Regions from separate parts of the Mus musculus genome. Here regions 1, 2 and 4 are each linked to region 3. The links are chromatin contacts, called in public Hi-C and promoter capture Hi-C maps. All regions are on one chromosome and are shown on one strand. Each heading gives the region's core, a stretch centred on a gene start, on an enhancer-like site or on the middle of the called end of the contact. The rest is flanking DNA. Distances are from core to core; before and after follow the strand shown.

Evidence for each region. Promoter capture Hi-C pulls out the DNA fragments that hold promoters and counts their contacts. A called contact is a pair of places that touch in the nucleus more often than the background predicts.
Region 1: a Hi-C map of B cells shows a contact between it and region 3, with 5 read pairs. The contact joins the promoter of Washc5 here to the promoter of Cyrib in region 3. A contact is called at or near these places in 3 of 39 promoter capture datasets (cranial neural crest, maxillary cranial neural crest and pre-B cells) and 1 of 484 Hi-C or Micro-C datasets (B cells).
Region 2: a promoter capture Hi-C map of pre-B cells shows a contact between it and region 3. The contact joins the promoter of Sqle here to the promoter of Cyrib in region 3. A contact is called at or near these places in 2 of 39 promoter capture datasets (cranial neural crest and pre-B cells).
Region 4: a contact with region 3 is called in a promoter capture Hi-C map of pre-B cells. The contact joins the promoter of Trib1 here to the promoter of Cyrib in region 3. A contact is called at or near these places in 2 of 39 promoter capture datasets (cranial neural crest and pre-B cells).

The regions. Positions count from the first base shown.
Region 1 is chr15:59,372,432-59,375,687 of GRCm38.p6, reverse strand. Washc5 (WASH complex subunit 5) reads left to right here and starts at 1,501. Exons shown (of 29, transcript NM_153548.3): 1 at 1,501-1,647. It overlaps Nsmce2 (NSE2/MMS21 homolog, SMC5-SMC6 complex SUMO ligase), which reads right to left and starts at 1,490. Exons shown (of 7, transcript NM_026746.3): 1 at 1,333-1,490.
Region 2 is chr15:59,313,138-59,316,594 of GRCm38.p6, reverse strand. Sqle (squalene epoxidase) reads right to left here and starts at 1,503. Exons shown (of 11, transcript NM_009270.3): 1 at 466-1,503. The coding sequence starts at 750.
Region 3 is chr15:64,059,113-64,062,333 of GRCm38.p6, reverse strand. Cyrib (CYFIP related Rac1 interactor B) reads left to right here and starts at 1,886. Exons shown (of 13, transcript NM_001360036.1): 1 at 1,886-2,139.
Region 4 is chr15:59,646,853-59,650,019 of GRCm38.p6, reverse strand. It overlaps Trib1 (tribbles pseudokinase 1), which reads right to left and starts at 1,366. Exons shown (of 3, transcript NM_144549.4): 1 at 498-1,366. The coding sequence starts at 857.

The sequences.
Region 1 (3,256 bases), core at 252-2,751, 4.7 Mb after region 3:
GGGCTCTCTTGCTTTTCTACCACCCAAGAAAACAGCAAGTGCATGCCATTTACAAGCCAGAAAGCATGCCTTCACCAGACACTGAATCTGATGGTAAGTTGGCCTCGGGAATTCTCAGCCTCTACGACATCAGTTTCTGATGCTTTTGAAACTACATAGATATAGTATTTCATTTATTGACATCTGAACATTCTAACACTATTCCTTGGGGATTGGTTTAACCTAGGGTTTGGAGGTTTAACACCTCCCCCAGGGAACTTCTAACATCACGTGGGGGCATTTTTGACTGTGGCACTGGAGGGGGGTTGGGGGGTGTCACAGACCAGCATCTATGGAATTGATAGAATTCTAGCAAGTACAGTACAGTCTCTCACCACAAGGAATCATCTGAAGACAAAGCGTAATCATCACATTAGTTAAGAAACACTGATTTACACCAACCCCTTCTTGGATCCTCTTTCCAATAACACCGATCTTTTTGTTACCAGTACCTATAGCCTCCAAGACAATCTACAACAAAGTTAAGCACTTCCTGAAGTCTCACCAAGTTATTGGGCTCAGCACACTATTTTGCTTCCCTTATATTCATGAAAGAGTTGCTGTCAAGTTAAGCCAGTTTTAAATAGGAAAACACGTTTCTGCACAGCATTACAGTAGGCATAGAGCAAACCAAAAGTTCGACCGCCTTTAAATCCAAGGTGATCTCATACGACAAGAGTTGAAGTGTCTCCGTTTTCAGCATGCATACACCCTTCTCTCTGAAACCTTCCCTCGCCCACGGCTCCTCCTCTTCCACACGCCTTCTCAGTTCCTAACACACATCTCTACTATATAACTTAATACGGCTAATTGCCGACTTCTACCATTCCTTCATGCTGGGATCTCCTTAAACTGGAACATGCATTAGAAGATATAAAACGTCGCCTCACAAAAATGAAATGAGCAGGACTAAATCCGTTAAGTTACCAAAGTAATAATAAAAACTACTACCATTTCCGGGTCACCACCAACATGCCCGTGCCCAAGAAGGTTGCCTCCCGCCCCGCTTCCCCCCTCTTTTTTCACACCGAGGCTACCACATCCCTTCACCTGCAGAAGTGAAATGGCACCTGTGGCCTTGAGTCCATCTGAGCTACCTGTTCATGCCTCAGTTTCAAAAGTCAGTTCTAAACAGTTTGTTTTGTTTTGATCACATAACCTGTGATCATATGTGAGCATAACCCGCCTCCGTCTAGTTGCTGCGGGTGAAGAGGCTCAGGCCCAGGTCCCCAGAGCACAGAGGGAGGCGACAACGCCGGCTAGACCCCTATCACGGTTCCTCCTGGATCTTACCTGGCTGTCCCACCTAGCTCGGTGATATCTAGCCGAACGTCGCACGCCCAGACCCCGACTCCTTTCCTCAGCCCACTTCTGTGGCTGAAACGACCCGCGCGCGCTCTGCGTCATCACTTGGCGCCCGCGAGCGATCACATGATGCCCGGGCCCGGGCCGCCGCCCCTTGGTCACGTGACGGGCTAGGGACTCCAGGACAGAAACCCGGGTCCCGGCAGCTGACGCTCTGCGGCCCGGGACTCTAGGGGGATCCCTGGGGTGGGAGACGGGGACCGGGGCGCCCAGTCCACGCGGCCAGCGTCGGACGGCTGACAGGTGAGTCGGAGGCGGGCCTGCGGGTTCGAGGTCCATTCCTTCCCCCGTGGGCCACGTCCGGTACTGTCCCCGGAGCCAACGGGAAAACCTAGGGCTTGCAGGGTTGGGGTTGCACGCCTGATGTTCACCCACGCCTTCATGGAAATCGCTCTTGCATGCTTCTTTGAAGCTTTTGGGGTGATGCTCAGCTACTTGGCCCATAGCTGAGCTTGCAAGTTTCTCGGAGCGGTGCCTTGCTAATGTGGCTGATCTTGCACTTACTCTCCAGAAAATCAAGTAGTCACTGGAGTGATGATGGGCGAGAGCGCGCGGGGGGGTGGGGGGGGGGGTGGGGGGGGGAATAAAAGTCCTGTCGCTCACTGTGAGTTTGTGCAAGTCGTTCCTCTATACCCTAGTCTCCCTCACCTGAGACATGGTGCTGTAGTCCTTGTATTGGGGGCAGGTAGTTCTACTGGGTCCTGATTCTTCTATGATAGGAAATTTAAAAGTTGGACTCATAAAAAAAGAAAAGAAAAGTTGGACTCTTGATTTCTATATAGATGAGGGATAGTGAAGGAGTTTTATTATCTCTAACCACAGCCAGGGACTCTTTCCTTAGGTCTGCTGTTCTCACTTGTGGGTTTCATGACCCCTTTAGCAAACCTGTTTCCATAAACGTTTACATTATGATTCTTAACAGTAGCAAAATTATAGTTACTAAGTATCAATGAAAATGATTTTATGGTTGGGGTCACCACAACATGTATTAAAAGGTCAGGAAGGAAAGTTGTCTTAGATGTTAAGAATTAATGAATCAGGACTTGAGAGATGGGCCCAGTGGCTAAGACTGTTTGTTTTTCCTGAGGCCCCGGGTTCAATTCTAAGTACCCATGTGGTGACTCTCAACTATCTATAACTCCAGATCCAGGGGATCCAACACCCTCAGACATCCATGCAGGCAAAACACCAATGGACACAAAATAAATATAATTTTAAAAATTCATGAGTCACATTGGGGTGATCCAGCTTATTCCAGAACTTTTCTGGGACAGCCTCTGTTATGGATTTGAGACTGCTTTCTTTAGGGATCTGAGGTTTTGTGAAAAGAAGAAAAAATCCATCTGCTTTTGTCCTCTACACTTTAATTTTCTAAAGATATTTTGTTCTGTACTTACTGGGTAACAGATGCCATTCTTGAAAACACGTTCCTTTGACAAGGGGTTCTTCCTATTTAAAAAAAAAAAAAAAAAAAAAAAGTTACATGCCAAGATCCTAAAACTAAAGCTGCCATACTTTGTAACCTATAAAGTAATATTAAGAAGGGAATTAAGATCTGTGGTTCTGTTCCGTGCCATTAACAATTCAGTTCAACCCAGAGTTAGAGTACTGGTGTTTGCAAGTGCTCTTTGTATGTGTTGGCTAACTTATGTCTCCTGCTCTCAGTAGTGTATAGACATCATGATAACTGGAGCTCAGGGTTCTGCACTACTGTATCTTCAGATCCTAAAACAGTGCTTGGTCTGCAGCTAAGGCCACACTATTAAATTATTTATCAGTTGAGTGTTAGAAGGCTAATATGAAAGTAGAGGTTGTCATTTTTCAAAACGTTTTATTATTTGTGAATCATCAC
Region 2 (3,457 bases), core at 254-2,753, 4.7 Mb after region 3:
CTAATTGCTTCAATAGATAGTGGGGGACGGATTTCTGCCCAAAACTTTAAAGTGTTAGGCATCTTTATTGCTTTTCAAATTGCTGTCACTTTCCACTGTCTGCCATCACATTTATAAGTAGCCTTACCTGCCACACAAATTCTCCCTTGTCAGGAACAAAAATCATCCTTACCCAGGGATTTTAAATTAAAAGCCACAGTGAGTCTGTCTCCCAAATGAAATTCTAACATTTCCTACCAAAATCAACACCCAATCCCTGAGGTTCACACAACAAATGCTTTTCATCTTCCCTAAGAGCACAGCCACAACACAGTCCAGAACTTTAAGAAACGCAATCAAATGAGAACACTGACGCTTCTAAGCCACCACTTTCGTGACTTTTAAAGAAACCATAAACTTCAGTGACCTCGATCTGAAGTTTAAAATACGATCCCATTCATTTGCCCACTGTGGCATCAGGCATACCTTCTTGGACTCCAGCTGTTCTTTCTTTTCTGATTCAGGTGACTTGGCCCAGAAGAAGCCAATAAGAGGCAAAGCAGAGAGAATATCCGAGAAGGCAGCGAACTGGGCGCCGCTCTGATGGCGGCCAAGGAGGCCCCCGTGTCGATGGCGACAGCGGTAGGAGAGCACCAGGCCCAGCGACAGGAACACCAGCACGCACAGCAGGAGCTCCTTGTTGGCCAGGGTGACATCCCCGCATTTCTTATAAAAATAGGTGAAGGTAGCAATGCCAAGAAAAGTCCACATGGCTCAAAAGGCTTCTTTGGTGGCACCAGCCAAGGCTGAGGATTTTGTGTTTTGGGGGTCTCTTGGGGGGGTCTTTTTTCCTCGGAAGGTCTTCAGTGATTAAAATGTCCCCAAAATGTAGTTCTCAAAGGGGTTCGGGGCAACCGGTCGAACTTCTTCCAATAAATAGTTTCAGGATCACGAGTCAGATGTGATCAATTTTTGAAATCATTGAGAGTGCAAATGTATCTTAAGTTGTCCAGATCTTAAAAGGCAGCATTTAAAGCCTGCCTACCCCAACGGCTCCTGATTACACACTTCTTCATTCAGCCAACTGATGGACACGGGCCTCTCTATTGGGCTGAGGGGTGCGAATGTGGCTGTATACTTCGATGTCCGCTCGCCTGGCTGTAAACGGTCTTTTGTCACCAGCAGCAGGTGCTCGGTAGGAAGGAGTCGGGAGCGTAGAAGGATCTGGGTGCTGGGAAAGCTGCCCTTAGCAACACTGCCCCGGCAGCCTTCTCCAACAAAAGATGGCCACGGCGTCCCGAAGCGCGGCGGCAGCCTGGCAGCTCAGCCCTCCCTTGGAGATTCCTCCTCAAGCAAGCCCCGAAGTCACGGCCGGGAACCTGTCCGACCGACACTTGCCTTCCTCGAGAGTGAATGGCTGTCTCGGATGAGCGTCCTTCAGAGCGAGGCGAAGGCTCCTGCCCGCCGGGTCCCCAGCATCCCTCGCGGACAGTAACCAGAGTAACCGCTGCGCGCCCCGCTCGCAACCCGGCCCCACGCGCTTCAGCCGCCCGGCGGGCTCGGCCCAGCCCAGGGACCGGGAGGCGGGGCTCCGGCCCGGCACCGCCCCTTGAGCGGACCCCGCCTCCCACGCCGTCCGAACCAATGAGAGCGCGCACCGCGCGGTAGGCTGAGATGGCGCTATAGAGCGTTTGTCCAATGGCGGGCGGCGCACTCCGCGCGGCGCCAGTCGCAGAGGCGCTAGGGCGATGTTGCGTGGTGCGGGGCGGGTGCGTGGGGTGGGCGCGGGGCCGGTGGGTGAATGGGGCGGTGCCCGCTCGGCCTGGCCGCCGCGGGGTCCTCAGGCCCCACCTGCGGAGGGTGGAGCTCGCTCTGGAGGAACTCTTGGTGGCTCCTGGTGGCTCAAACGCAAGAGAGCTACAGGAGTCATCCGGGCGGACTGGATGATCACGGGCTAGAAAGGCGAGGAGGACGTGACACGCCGGCGAACCTGCCATAATTAGTGGACGAGGACTAAAGAAAATGAGAGAAGTCAGTAGGTGGAGATGGATCACGCCTTTAATCCCAGAACTCGGGATGCAAGAGGATCTCTGTGAGTTTGAGGCCAGCTTGATCTGCATAGCGTGTTCCAGACCAGTCAGAGATACACAGTGAAATCCTTCTCGGGTTAAAGAAAGAATGAGAAAGGAAAAAAAAAAAAAATGTCCTAATCAACAGCAATCCCAAAACTGTTTAATAAGATCATTTTATGTTTTAAGCACTATGCCAGAGCGTTGCAAACATTCATTCAACCCTTACAGCAGTCTTGCAAGAATGGCATTACCTTTCTGTTACAGAAGTAACCGAGCAGTTTATCTGCCGTCGTTCATGAGACTAACAACATCATTTTATACTATCCACAGCTACTGTCATGTAACCGAATTTCAGACTCGACAGTACCATTTAATTATCAAGCTTTCGTTGAGTTCTTAGTTATCTATGGTTTAGGTCTCACCCTAAACACTTCTCAGATATCTTTATTAGTTTCTGCGATTTTTTTTTAAGTCATTCAAACAGGTACAGTTGTTTAACCCGTTTATCCTTTAATAATGAAAGAAGTAAGTCTCACAGAACTGTATCCTACCAACCCTTTGCAGCAGGCACAGCCAACTCTATCTAGCTCCACATTTCTTCCTTCCTTTCGATTTGTTTACTTATGTATTTTGTCTACATGTATGGCTGCACTTTAGAAGAAGGCACTGGATCCCATGGGACTACAGTAACAGTTGTAAGCAGCCATTCGAGCACTAGGACTTGAACTGTGGACCTCTCATAGAAGCCATTGCTCTTAACAGCTGAGTCATCTCTCTGGCCCTAACACCACATTCCTAATGAGGGTCTCTCCATGTTCCTAAGTCCAACCAACAATAAGCTGAAATTCTAGGCAACTTAAATGAGTCTTAACCTTGCCAAATGTCTCCCACCTTTGGGCACTAGTAGGAGAAAATGAGATGTATCTAATACTCTCAAAAAGCAGCATTTGCACAGAACATAGGATGAGATCTTGGTGGTCAGTTCCACATGTCAGGCATACAAAGAGGCAAACTAAAACTGTCACTCCTGAAGCTAAGGAATTGTGTCCGAAGGTAAAACACGGAATTAACTCAGGGAAAAGACTGTCCACATTGAAAAACAGAACTCAGGATCCTTCTTGTTATTCTGATTTTGGCCAAGACAATGCAACCATTACTAGATAATCCACTTAATCGGACATAGATTAGAACATAACAGTCATTGATTATCAATCGCATGACTCAATGCTTTAAAGCTCTATCCCACTTCCACACTATTTTAATTCTTTTGGGCAAACAAAACATCAGGCTACAGTCACAGTATTGGGAAGTATCTATGAGCCTGTCAGGAATGGTGCTCTAGAAAGAACTTGAATGACAAAATAGCCACTATTCAAATGCTGCTCTTCAGAACCCAACAAGTAGCT
Region 3 (3,221 bases), core at 637-3,136:
TATTTATTGTCAGGGTTGATCTCTCAGGCCACCACAGACTTGCCACAAAGACTCTGAAAACACTCTTTCCAGCTCTCCATTTGCTTGCATCTGACAAGCATACCAGAGTCTGATTGAACAAGCAAGACTCAGCCTCTGAATCTGGGAACAGACTTTCCTATCTGAGACACATGGGAATGACTGGTTGGAATTCAAGCTAGCAAGTGGTGAACTCAGTGGAACACAGGCTAAGTGTAGACCCCTGACCATGCCCTCCTCTTCCCCTGCTCTTCCCTGCCTCCTGCCCACACTCAGGCTGCACTCCAATTGCCCTAAGCTGTTTGAAGTCCCCCCAGCTTCTTAGGTCCTTGAGTCTTTTAACACTTATTCCAATAGGAGCAGCAGCAATGGTCATAGCCTTTCTAGGTTCTGTATATAGACTCATTACAGTCTGTTCCATTTCACATGGCTCAGACTGGGCACGTCCTTGGGCTTCAAGTGACACAACCTGGGTGCTTGCCTGGCTCCTCTGGTATGTGATAGGCATGACCTCAGGCTGATGCCATCTGTCCCTGCTTCAGCCTCTTCATGTGTAACTCTGGGCAGGCTGCTTCATGGACTGTGGTGAGAGCTAAGTGAGGTGGGCACAGCCTCTGGCACCTGGTTCACTCTGAACTTCCAGACTGAGGCCCTCCCATTTTGCATGCTCTCTGCTGTGCCCAGGTTTAAAACCTCTTCTGCTGTCCCCTCAACTTTATAGCTGACCGTTGATTCAATATTCAGACCACTTCTTACACTGTTAAGATGGCATCTGCTCCCCAGAGCCAAGAGTTCTGATGCCCTGGCAGGCTCTGATGTTGGACCAGGGTCATGAAGTGCAATGGTCAGGGAGGACTTGAACTCAGGCCCTTAGCCTCCCAGGCAATTCTTCCCTTGGCCTAAAAACCTCCAGAGACTTCTAGAAAGCACTTCTGCTTTCCCTTTGGGTTTGCTATGCCAAGTGGGCCACACACCCTTTCTCGCTTGTCCCAGTGCAAGCAAGCTTTCATCATCAGAGTGGCTCTACCCAGCACTACAAAGTTTTTTTGCAATCAAAAAAATTCCCTGAGAACCGTCCTGGAGGCCTCAGCAACCCCAAGTTCCCCGAATTGGCCCAGGTTAAGGAAAATCTGGACACACCCCTTTGTTAAAGATGAAATAGTCCAAGGTAAATCAGTCCCCAATATTGTACCCCCAAGCCCCTAGCACAGGTGGAGGGGTGATAAGAATGAGAAGGAGGGGCAAAAGTTGTGGATGTAACCCTTTTGATACCACGTTAGAGGTCAGGGAAAAGATATTTCACGGAACATTAAATATTCCTGAAAAATCTGGTTGAAAATCAAGATAACGATGACATGGACTTGAGGGCAGAGGAGTAAAGGAGAGGGGGAAAATGCCCCTTAATGATGTCCTAGGCAAAGGGAAGGACAGGGGTCCCCACACCAAAAATCCCAACAAGGAGATGGTATTTGGGGAGTTTCCCCTTCGCTAAATCACAAGTCCTGGGACGACCGTGTGACCGTGTGGGTAGCCCAGACCCCCTCCTCGCATCGCCTCTGCTTTATTGGTGCCCGGGCTTGCACCACTGGACCCCATGGGTGTTTTTCTGCCCGGCTCCCGCGGTCCAGGGGCAGCCAGGCAGGTGGCGCCCGAGCCGAGCGCATCTCGACCCCTCGTCCCAGGTGAGGGAGGGGCCGCGGGGACCCGGCGCCCTGGGGGTCGGGCCTAGGCGCCCGGGACTCGCCCAAGGTCACTGTGCGGGCTGGGGCGGGGGCGGTGCGGGGCGGTCCCGGGCGCGGTGACGCGGGGCCCGTGCTGCGGCGGGGCCCGGGCGCGGGGGGCGGCGCGTCGCGTCCTCCTTTTGTGCGGCGCCGGGCTGGGCTGCGAAGGTAAACAGCGCTTCCTCTTCCTCCTCGCCGCCTCTTCCTTTTATAGCGATTTCTGGCCGCGCCGGGGCCGGGCCGCTGCTGCTGCCGTTTGCTGCTGCTGCTGTCGCTTGCTGCCGCGGCGGGGCCGCTCGCGAACCTGCGGCGGGGACGCGCGAGCCGCCGACCCGGAAGCGGCGTGTGTGCACCGCAGGCTCCCGCCGCCAGCTCGCCCGCCCGCCCGTCGGGCCGCCAGGTACGTGCAGGGCCGGCCGGGAGCCTGCTGCGGCGTCGCCGCCCTGGTTCACCGGGCTGCAGGGAGGGAGCGAGCGAGCGCCTGGGGCGCTGTGCACTGGGAGGCTGGGGCGCGGGGTCCGAGTGGTTGTCCCCGGGCACACCCCTCTTGCAGGCCAGGTGAGCGCTGCAGGGCCTGACCCGGGCTCCGCGCTGCCCTCCGCTAACTTCATTTTGGGGGTGGGGGTGGGGGTTCCAGGCCAGGAGGCTGAATTGAGGAACCAAAAGGGCGAATAGACTCGCACCAGCCTGACTTCCTTCTGCTCCGACCCCCGCCGGCGTTTAAACAGCACTTCCTCTTTGCCCGTTATGTTTTCATCATCATCGGCATCATCATCATCATTATCAGTTTTTTTTTTTTTTTTTTTTTTGAAAAATGGAAGTTTAGTGTTCAGAGGTGGAGGCATTTGGAGCCCACAGGGCTTTCTGGGGGTCGTGCACACACAGTAGGTCTGGAAGGAATCCGTGTGTCCTCTGAATGTGGGTCTTGTGTCTGGGGTGGGAGGAAAGAGGAACCCGGACTTCCTTTGCAAGCAGAGCCCTAGGGGGTTGTCTCAGATCCCCACCCTGCCGCTAGAAATGGAGGGGTGGGGGAGGGCTTGAGTGTGAAGGTGGCGCAGCAGGGAGAGTCACGTGGCTGTGCACCTCTGTCTAATTCTTGGTCCTACCACTCACAAGCTTTGTGACCTTGGCCAAGTTGTCTGCATTCTCTGGGTCTTTCGGCTCCTTGTGTCTGTAAAATGGGCCGCTCTCAGTTCTGGCCTGCAGTAAATGGGACTAGGTTTCCTGGCCTTGAGGTTCAGGGTGGGAATGTCACCTCCCCTTTAATGCCTTCATCCCTTAAGACACGTGCCGGGCGGGAGCACAGGGAGGCTTCCTATAGATAGTTGTGAAATGAATTGGTGGCTGGTAAATTTTGAGAAGTGAGCCCGTAGGCTTCCTCATTTTTGCCTTCTTTGCCCTTAACTTCCACCCCATCATCACCAGAGCCATGTTTTGTTACTTCAGCCTCCAGAAATCCGCGGATCCCTGGAGGAAATAGGG
Region 4 (3,167 bases), core at 117-2,616, 4.4 Mb after region 3:
GAGTTCAAGCCCAGAAACCCCTAGGTAAAAAGAAGCCCGACTTGGTCTATACAGAACCCATGCCGCGAGCCTCGCGCAAAGAGCTTGCCAGTTGCTCCAAGTCCCGAGGAGGCACACACTGCAGGGCGTCCTTCCAGGACAGGGGGAGGAGGGGGATGAGAGCAGGGCAATGGCATGGCCCTGGAACCCATTGCAATTCCAAACTTAAATGGAACGCCACGCGCTAGCAATACAGAGCGCCAAAGAAAAGAACAGAGATAAAAGAACTGAACCCTGCACTTCCTCTAGACCGCCTAACCCTCACCAAAAAACACTCCACAGGAAAGCACTCAACCTCCAAAAACACGAAGCTGACCAAAATACCCTCCTTATCCAACTAAACGCCCTTATCTGCTCTGCCAAACCCAAGCGCTGGCGGGACTGTGATCCCGGTGGGCCGGAACCTAGGCACTTCTGTGGACGATCCAGACCCGCAACCTCCGCCCCAGGATGCTTACCTTGCAGCGCAGCTCGCGGCCGGTGTGGATGCACAGTGCCCGGGACACATGCTCGCGCTCAGCTAGGGGTAGCAGCAGGTAGTCGGCGATTCGGCTGGGCCCGGGTGAGCTCACACAGCTGCCGCCGGTCCCCTGCGTGGAGGGCGGAGGCTGAGGGCTGCAGGGCGAGCCAGGGGGACTGAGGTAGTCGGGGGGACTCGAGCACTCAGAGAGGCGCGGACACTTGGCCGCCACTGCCCCCGCGTCGTCCGTGTCCAGCAGGCGTTTGGCCGGGGTTCCCCGGGCAGCCGGAAACAGTAGACCCGGACCGCGGGGCTGCGAGGCGCCGCTCAGGGCAAAACGCACGGGACCGACCCGCATCGCGGCCCTGGCCGGAGCGGCCCCGGCTTTGTAAATCCCTGGATCTGCGCTGTGACTTCTTCCAGTCGGCGGGATGGAGTTTGCAGATAGAGCTTGGATCGGTCCCCAAGAGGAGCCGTTCCAGGACGCTGGCGTTGTCCACCAGAACCACGTTGGCCACGCGTCCAAGGGTGGGAGGCCGGCTAAGGTCTCCAGACCCCCACAGGCACCAGGTCTGGGCGCCTCGTTGGCGGTGGCCGCCGCTATTGTTGCCGAGGCTGTGGATAGTCCGGGACGTGGAGACGGCCCGAGTTCCCGGGTGTTGAGCCTCGAGGACAGGATTCCACAGGCTCCTCGGCTTCTCCGAGCAAACGCACTTCCCAAAGCAATTAGTCTGGCGTAAAAGCCGGTACAACTTTTCCGCGCCGCTCGGAATCCTGCGCGCTCCTGGGCTCCAGGCGTGTGAGCGAGCGAGACGCGCTCCAGGAGAGAGAGAGAGAGTGACCGACTATGAGTGTGTGTGCCGCACTGATCCCGGCCAGTGCACTCCTTCTCCTTTTCCTCCACCTCCTCCGCCTCCCGGTGACTCACGCTGTATACACACACACACTCACAGCCCGGGCTGTGTAAACAGTTGGGAAGCCGGGTTGTGCAATGAGGTGGCTGCGACGACTCCGGCCCCGTCGCCCGGCTTGCAGTCACCGGAGCGGAGGGAGGAGACTAGGGGGGAGGGGAGGTGGAGTTGGAGGCTGGAACTGTAAGGGGTGGCTGGAGGCCTGGGGATGCTCCTGACCGCGCGCGCCGAGGCGCAGGTGGGAACGTCCTGGGACGCCTTGGGCGCGCGCACACGCCCCCCGGGTTGGGCTGGGCAGCAGGCTGCGCGCGCCCCACCGCAGGCCCGCGGGCCCGTAGCCCAGGGAGGGGGCGGAGGCAAAGCTCCCGTGACGTCAGGTTCCCGGGGAAGTGGGCGGGAGGGGCGGGGCAGCAGGGGCGAAACGACCGCTGATTGGTGCGCGCGCATCATTCACACAACACAATGGAGCACCGAGCTCCCGGCGGCCGCGCGCGCACCTCCTGGCTGCGCACCGGCAGCTGGCTGAGACCCAGTGGTCACGCCTTTATCCTAGTGGGTCCCCCCCTCCCCGCCGTTCTGCACTTTGGGGAGCTCCCGGTGGAGCTGTGGGCGCCGTCGAGTCGCGGCTGCAGCCGGAGGAAGGGGCGAGAGGAAAGGTGATGAATTCCATTATCAGTCATTCACCCCCACGCGGTAGTTCCGGGGAAGACCTGTGCGTGGTAGTGAATGTGGCTTTTTTTTTCTTCCCCTCTTTTCCTGCCCCCTCCCAACTCTAATCCCCAGCGTCTGTTCGCTTCCACAAATAGAACCTTCTGTTGGATGAAATAAAAGCAAACACTGGGCCTTCTGCTCTGCCTCCACCTCCACGCCCCTCCCGCGCCTGCCGCCCGCCCGGATTGCACGGAAATAGCCTCTCCAAGCTCCTGGGCCGCCCCTTCGCGGTGACTCGCCGAAAGAGCTTCCTGAGCTCCGGCCGGTGGGAAACAAAGGATGTGGGGAACTGGCGGAAGGGGCCCACGTGGCTGGCGCCAGATTCCTGTCCCCTCCCGCCTGCAATGCGCGCCCGAGGGTCTAGGGCGCCAGTGCGGCCAGGAGTATTGGATACTGGGGTACGGGTCATTCTATTCACTGCCAGGGATACCATCTGCACGCGGACAAGGTCGCATGTATACTTTCATATAGTTTGAGTTGTGTGCTCTTGAAACTGGCTGACCTTGCTCCCTGGAAACAGCTTGCAGTCACATTTTGTGTTGCTGGGTTTTGTTTGGTCCCCCCCCCCCCCACTTCTTTCGCAAACCAGGTCAGTTTGGAGTCTCTGGATCCTCACTTAGCATAGATGCCTATTATCAAAATCCTTTCTTGCAATTATGCTGAATAATTAATTTTCTAAAACCAGGTCAAACCCAAGAATAAATCCTTTTCATCATTAATTCTCCAGTCATTCAACAAACGCTAATTAAGCATCTCCAAGGGTTAGTTAGGCGCTGGGGATTAGGAGACTTAAATTGAGACAGTAATGATAATTGGCATCAGTTGTGGCCCAGGGGCGTGCGGGCTCCTTACTCTGATTATTTTGCATACGTTATGAACTTTAGTTTTACACTCACTTCATAGGGTTACATTTTGCTCCATTTGATTAAAAAAAAACAAAAAACGGAAGCCTAAAACCTTTAGCTTCCTTGCTGTGATTCAAAGGCGACGGGAAGCAGTCCATAGTCCGTAGGGGAAGCTTCTCCGGCACTCTTGTAGACTCAGAG